Linked DNA regions of Rattus norvegicus: region 1 is linked to region 2. A link is a contact called in public Hi-C data. All regions are on one chromosome and are shown on one strand. Each heading gives the region's core, a stretch centred on a gene start, on an enhancer-like site or on the middle of the called end of the contact. The rest is flanking DNA. Distances are from core to core; before and after follow the strand shown. Region 1 holds the start of Alkbh3 (alkB homolog 3, alpha-ketoglutarate-dependent dioxygenase). Region 2 holds the start of Accsl (1-aminocyclopropane-1-carboxylate synthase-like).

The links. Hi-C and Micro-C count contacts between places; a contact is called where the count stands out from the background.
Region 1: a Hi-C map of liver shows a contact between it and region 2, with 6 times the contacts expected there. The contact joins the promoter of Alkbh3 here to the promoter of Accsl in region 2. A contact is called at or near these places in 12 of 12 Hi-C or Micro-C datasets (the A7r5 cell line, the Rat2 cell line, Schwann cells and 7 more) and 1 of 1 datasets of contacts at active chromatin or transcription factors (oligodendrocytes).

Annotation. Positions count from the first base shown.
Region 1 is chr3:100,425,478-100,429,212 of GRCr8, reverse strand. Alkbh3 (alkB homolog 3, alpha-ketoglutarate-dependent dioxygenase) reads left to right here and starts at 1,932. Exons shown (of 10, transcript NM_001014180.1): 1 at 1,932-1,991.
Region 2 is chr3:100,294,447-100,298,321 of GRCr8, reverse strand. It overlaps Accsl (1-aminocyclopropane-1-carboxylate synthase-like), which reads left to right and starts at 1,808. Exons shown (of 15, transcript NM_001109594.1): 1 at 1,808-1,868. The coding sequence starts at 1,847.

The DNA.
Region 1 (3,735 bases), core at 683-3,182, 130 kb before region 2:
AAAGTGTTGTTATCTCAGATGCCAACGGGTCATGGACTGACTTTTGAAGCATTCTGTTGGAGGCTCCCTAGATGTTAACCTCTACTTTTAGGAACACTTCATTCCAGGCATCTCGATTGCCCTTCCAAGCTATAATCACCAGAACAAAAGAAATAACAACCTTTAGGAGCTGTATCAAATGTTCCTGAGCCCAAAGCAGACATGGAAAGATTACTAGGTGATGGAGAAAAAAAGTCAAAATTACAGTCCAGCTCGCTCTCCTTTCAGTCCTGGGATAAATCATTTTTTCTTTCAATGTTACAAAATGTAACAAAAAATAGATGCTGTGAGTGCCAGCAATATGGGTACCGTGGTCAGAACACGGGGCTTACTACAGCCAACTGCTATTTAGTACCAACACCAGGGGAATTGGGATTGCCTCCTGGAGGTGTTAGTTCCATAAGTGAAGAATTTAGGAATAGTTCAAATAGAAGGATAAGGACAATTTTATTAGTTTAAAAGAAAAACACGCCAAACATCTGAGGGCAGGTAAACTGTAGGCAGCTGCCCAGAGGAAGAGAATGGGAGGGGTGCTGTTTAAGTGGGCATGAAGGTCAGACACTGAGTGGACAAGCAGCGATCATGAAAGAGAAGGAAGCATTAGAGAAAGAGTAAGGAAACACAGAATGCTGGCAGAAGCCTGAAGTGTTAAGCATGCTTAGAGCATAGGCAGCAAGAAAGGTAAGCTATGGTTTTTTAGCTTGGTTGTTGTATTTAGTTTTTGTTGTTTAGTTTCATTTTTAGTTTTTGTTTTAGATAATTCAGAAAAGCAGGAAGACTTGGAACCAGCATGACAATGCTAGAGGGTGGGAATCAGAGAAGGAAAGTACAGTATTTCATAAAGGACTAATTAGTGCACTTATCTCTTTAGTGTTGCTTAATGTAAGCCTACCTTCCTAAGGGTAGCCCTTGGGCCAGCTGATTGACCCAGACCAAGAGAAATGCCAGGTCTCCACTCAGGACGCAGATTTTATTCTTTTGACCAGAAAGAGATTTTTCTTAAAGAACATTTATTGGTACCCTGACAGTGTCAGGCTTATTTGAGAGATTTCCACAATGATCATATTTTGGTAAATTTTAGAGAACAATTTGCAGAAAATAGTTGACTCAGTGCTACAGTTAGAATTGTCAAATTATGAGACATGGCTTAACCGGGCTTCTTTAAAGATGCTTGTCAGGAGGTCAGGTGGGTGAAAAGGCACTTTGCGCTATCTTGAATTATTAGATTTATATAGTGTTCCAGACACTGTTATCTCATTTAATCCCACTAAGAGGAGCTATGGCCTCTTAAAAAGTAAGCGGAGCACTTGCCCCAAATGGTGGCATTGCAATGAAATTTAGACAGATCTGTGGACTCAAGTAAAGTTTACTTAGCACTGAGGAACTCAGTCAAATAAGGCCTGCTTTCATGTTCCACCGTAAATGATGTGTAGAAAAGATGGGCACGCTACGTTGAGAACAAAGTGCACCTTAGACTCTTCATGGTTTTCGAGGTAACAAGAGAATTCTATAGCTGAACACATGACCCAAGTCCTCCCCACTCCGGAATCAGTAGAAGTTCCGGGAGACTGCGGTTGCCCTTTGCACAAGAGAACAAAGATGCCAGCACTAGTTTCGGGAATTTATGCCCTGAGGACCTAGGCCTAAGAGGCTCATCTTCATTCCCACCTCCGCCTCACCAGGGCCACCATCAGCCCCCAATTCCTGTCCCCAGTTCCGACCTTATTCCCTTCAGCATCTCCATCCGGCCCTTTAGGCGCCAGGGATGCGGGGCGACCCGGACTCCCGGCTACCCACAGGAAGCGGTGGCAGGGTGTAACAGAAGAGGAAGTACGTGTAACGGAGGCCAGTGGTTGGGCGTTGCAGGAGTTGGTGTCTCACTCTGAAGTTCCCCGGCGTCCGGACAGCTGAGCGGCTAACGAAAGTCGGAAACTTTTCTCAGGCCCAGCCAGGTTGGTCCGGTGAGCCCAGCTCCTGGTGTGCTGGCTGAGAAACGGGGTGGGCGTGTGAGGACTGCCTGAGGGTCTGTTCCTAGGCCACCGACTGAAAGGGTATCGGTCTAAATTAGGGAAAGGAAACCCAGCCCTACCCCTTAGCAGGCCATTTCACTTTACCTTAACCTTGAGGGCGGAACTGACTCTTCTGCTAGCGAGGAAGAGGCCAGAGTTCTGATGGCCGTGTCAGCTGCCACAGGGTGGTTTGCAGGTGGGACAGGGACAGATCTGCATTCCAAGCAAGTTCCCACTACCGCCAAACCCTTGTTCTTTTTATAGTTTTCAAGTTTCGAGTCCCAGGGTGGTGGGACCTTGTTTAGTGCATAAGTTCTGGGACTCCAGGAACTAAGTCTCAGCCAGCGCTCTGGGGTTTTTATTTTCACCCGTTGCCTTAGACAAGTCACATCAAGGTGAGCAGGTCAGAAGCCTTCGTTGACTACTATTAGTCTTATGCCTTTAGGACCTCAGAGAATATGGTACAAGGGGACTTTCTTACACATTTCATAAGCCTGGAGAGTTAGATTTGATTGTGTCATTAACTCTTTGGCAATTGACAGCTTCTACAAGTCCCTACCTGGTAAGTGATAAGCACTCGACAGGTTGTCGATGATGAGACAGGGTCTCAGTATTTAGCTCAAGCCTCCTAAATGCTGGGATTACTGGTGTGTGCCAGTTAAGTCGTAATGTCTAACTCCTAAGGAAATTTAAGCAGAGCCCTGAGCCTGGATCTGCTCTATTGGATCAGAAGGTCGAGGAGATGGGGCCTGGGAATCTGTAGTCTGAGCAATAACATGAGTGGACCGTCTTTGTGAACGTGAAGCTTTCTAGACCCATAGAGAAGTAGCTGGTAGATTCAGAGCACGTAGCCTGACCCTTCTGAATTCTGTATTTGCTACAGGGTAAACTTTGGGCAAAAAATGTAGAGGGTTTGATTATCTCAAGGCTGGAACCTGATAAGAGTTTAACTTTTCATCAGGATTGATTTCCCAAGTGACTTTGTAAGTCACTAAACCTTCTGATCCCTATGCATATTAATGTATCTTACCCTTTGCTGCTTATTATAAACATAGAAATAGAATCGTTCCTAAACCGTAGTTTTAAAAGTGGTACATGGATATTTTAGATTTTCATTTCAACCTTAATTTTTTTTTTTTTTGGTTCTTTTTTTCGGAGCTGGGGATCGAACCCAGGGCCTTGCGCTTCCTAGGTATCAACCTTAATTTTAAAGTTGACAAATTATTGTTCCTATTTACGGGATGCTGTGACATTCTGATATATGCTTTTGATATAGAATGAGTGCATCGAATTAATACATCTCTTACCTCACATACCTTTTTTGTGATGGAAATAATGAAAATCTACTCTTAGTAACTGAAGTATCCAGTGGTTTGGTCTTTATGGTCATTGTTCTGTGCAGGAGTTTAGTAAAGCTTCCTGTTGTCCAAGTGAAACTGTACTTTGAATCCACAACAAACCCATCTAGCTCCCTTCCCTAGTGTGAGTTCATGTAGCATTTGTGTCTCTGTGCTTCTCTTACCTCATGTAGCTGAAGTCCTTCAGGTTTCCCTGTCATGGATGTGTTTAAAGCCTCCAAGGGAAGTTCTGCACAGCCTGTGGTAAGCAGTAGTGCACTGGGGAACCTGGTCTTGGCCTACTTTTCAATATTCACGTTGTGGACAATGGGAATGTTATAGTTGCACAT
Region 2 (3,875 bases), core at 559-3,058:
GGCAGGTTATAAACAAGGGATTTTTCTCTAGGAAACTCTTCCTTCTGCTGCCAACATTCACCAAGGGCATACAATCGTTTAATTTTAAAGTTATCATCTTCACATATTAATCAATATAATGTGGGCTGGAGAGATGGCTCAATGGTTAATAGCACTGGCTGCTCTTCCAGAGGTCCTGAGTTCAATTCCCAGCAACCATGGGTGGTTCATGACCTATAGAAGGATCTGATGCCCTTTTCTGCCATGCAGGTATACATACAGCAGAGCATTCATACATAAAATAAATAAATAAACAAAAAAATTAAAACTCAATATACTGTAGTATAAACAAGTGATAATCAAGATCCCTCTCTGTTTGTCTTGGAACCAGAGAGCAGAGAAGCCTACATACAGCCAGACCTTAGTTGATGCCTTAGGGTATCCACTCACCCACCCACCCACCCACCCAGCCGGCCATTCACCCACCCACCCAGCCAGCTACTCACCCACTCACCCACCCAGCCATTCACCCACCCACCCAGCCATTCACCCACCCACCTACCCACCCAGCTACTCACCCACTCATCCACCCACCTACCCACTCATCCATTTACTTACAAGGTATTAACATCCATTAATATTTTGAAACTTTAGGCAAACAACTTTGGAAAGACAGAAGGTTTATCTCCATGCATGGTTTTGAAGGCTTTATTTAATTCACAGTTGCTTGGCTCTGTTTTAAAAATGAAAGGCCTGGGGTTGGGGATTTAGCTCAGTGGTAGAGCGCTTGCCTAGCAAGCGCAAGGCCCTGGGTTCGGTCCTCAGCTCTGAAAAAAAGAAAAAAAAAAAAAGGAAGGCCTAATGAGGGGGGAAAGCTGTCATGTGGTGAAAGGAGGAGTGGGCGGTAGCAGCCCAGAGTCCTGGGGCCCCCTAGACCTACTACACCAGCACCTGGCTGTGGGCCAGACATATTTTTTGAGACAGGGTCTCACTATGTAAACCAGGCTGTACTTGAACTCAGGGAGGCCCTCCTGTCTCTGCTTCCCAAGTTCTGGGATTAAATGCATGTGCCACCTCCTCACCTGGATCACTTTTCTTTTAAAGTCTGAGAACAGGGCGTGGGTATTCTGGAAGGATAGGCTACTTTGGGTCCTCATCTGTTCCTGAACAGTCACAGAAAGCTCAGGCACAGTTGAGACGTTTCACATAACCCCACCTGCCCATCATATCAGCACATGCCCATCCCCCATTTAGTCTTCGCACCACCTGGGGTATGGATTTACTGGCCTCTGTCTTTAGTAAGGAGAAAGGGGACACTTGCCAAAACCTCACAGGCAGGAGGCCCTAAGTCCTGGGCTCTAGGGGATGGTGCCTGGGATCCTGGAGCTCTGCCCCAGGTCTCTTTATGCAGTAGTCCCTCCTGTCCTGATTAAACCCCACTTCAGCCTACTTTCAAACATGGCCTCCTCAGAAATGGGGAGGCACCAAAGGCTTTGAGCAGGCCCCTCTCCCTCTGGTGGCTCTCCATTGTCGGTGAGGACTTGCCTGTGCACACAGGCCCTGGCTTTAGGCTCCTTCGAAGAGCAGGGGCCCTCACAGCTCGTGAACACTTCAGCTGATGCCAATACACTTCAGATTTGCTTCAGCAGGAAACGCCATGGAGCCAGCTCTCTGTAATGATGCCAAGGCCATTTTAGGTAACAGGGAGCTGCTGGGCAGATGGCTCCAGAAGGGAGAAAGATGGAACTCATTACCCTGAGAGCCACCTTGTGCTTAAAAGGGAGAGGAGGGGGGCGGTGGAACAAGCTTCTGCTCTCTGAATGATGAGGACACTCCAGGGGGGCATAAGGATTTAGACTTTATAGACATGAGTGAAAATGGAAAAGAAGGTGAGCTTGGTGGGGTGACACAAGGTGAGGATGGAGGGAGGTAGGAACTTTGGACCACAGCGTCCTGGAGCTTAAAGCAAAGTGGAGGTTTATTGTCAACTGGCTTAGACCTAACGTTGTAATACAACATTCTCTATAAAGTTGGTGCTTGAGAACTGGGCAATGGAGTTACGGAAGGAAAGCAACAGGAACCTCGATGTTTTACGTTTTGACTTTGTGTTGGGTTGAATCATGTCTGTGCTGGGGCACATTAGGCACAGCAACTATAGGCTGATGTGCCCGGAACCTTCCCTGATAAACACTTCCTATGTCTGTGTCTAGTAGACTTGATTCATTCCTTTGGGCCTCTGGTTTCTCGTCCATCAAGCAAGACTTGTGGAGCTAAGTGGAAAGATAGACCAGGTGAAGCTGAGAGGAACCTGACACTAGCCGTGAGCTGAGCCCTGCCTGGCTCCATCCCCCTTCCACAGCTCATGGCAGCAGCCACTTCTCTCATCCTGACACTGATTTTAACCAACATGGAGGATGAGTAGACATTGGAAGGTAGATGAGGGCCGGCTTGGGGACACTAAAGTCAAGGTATAGCTGAGGGGTTTGAAGGATAGGATTGATGAACCCCAATTCTAACAGTTAGGGCTCAGATTTAGGGGAAACGTTTCTTTGTGCTACAACATCATTTATGATAGACATTTCCTATATAAGAAGTCTTGGCAGAGTCCCCAATTTCTAAGTTCCCTAATGACCTTAACCCATGTTCACTTCCTTCTTAAAGTCTTCCAGGAGAATGCGTTGCTGTGTGCATGCATATAGAGAGGGGAGAGGTCCATGTTGAGTGTCTTGATCAGTCTCTCCACCTTGTGTTTTAGATAAAAATCTTACAGATGCTCTCTTAGCTAGATTGGCTGGCCACCGAACCTCCTAGATGTTGCAGAGTGTGTTTAATACTTTGCAGTGTGGATACTATACATGTGCAGAAGAAGCAATGCGGCTTTAGACATGTGTGTGGTGTTGCTGTTGTTGCTTGGAAGAAGCTGGGGATCACAGCATATGGTGGAAAAGGCATAAGCCTAGTTTTTGGGGTGGAGGTTGTCTTAAAGAATGAGAGGCAGTTGCCAGCCCCATCACCTAGAGTTTGCTTCTTGGTTTGTTTTGCTGGTTCACTGAGGCATTAAGAAGGTACTTCTTGGTCGTCTCTGGTATTCCTACCTGATTTTAGAAACATTGGTAGCACGTTCATTGAGTACAGTCTGGGAGCTTGAAATATTAGAAAGAAATATTTTTGGCTCTTACCCCAACCCTTATCCAACCAAAGTCCAGGGACTTGGCTTCACTATCTGAGGCTTATGTCACACTGCTAGGTGATTCAGATGGACCAAACCTGAGGCTGCACCCTGAGCTAGAGAGACTAGAAGTGAAAGCCCATAACAGCTGTCATGGCATAATAGGAATCGTGTGAGGTCAGGATGGGAGGGGCTAGGTATCTGGTATTGACAATCTTGGTGGAGGATGGGGAAACAAACAAAAAGAAAGGTTTATATTCTAAAACGGATTTGGCAACCCTTTTCAATAAGGTCCAGATAATAACTAGCTGAAGCTTTGGGGGCTGAAGGACTGGCTCAGCAGTTGTGCTTGCTGCTCTTCTAGCGGACCAGGTGTGATTTTTACCACTTGCACGTGTGCTCAACAATCTGTAGCTTCAGTTCTAGCATATCTAGCACTCCCTCTGATCTCCATGGACACTGCATGCATGTGGTGTACAAACATAGTACAGGTCAAATACACACACACATACACACACAAGCATACACACACAAGCATACACACACAAGCATACACACACAAGCATACACACACATGCATACACACACATGCATACACACATGCATACACACACATGCATACACACACACGCATACACACACACACGCTCACAGACACACGCGCTCACACATTCTCACACTCACACACTCTCACACACTCTCACACACTCTCTCACACTCTCTCACT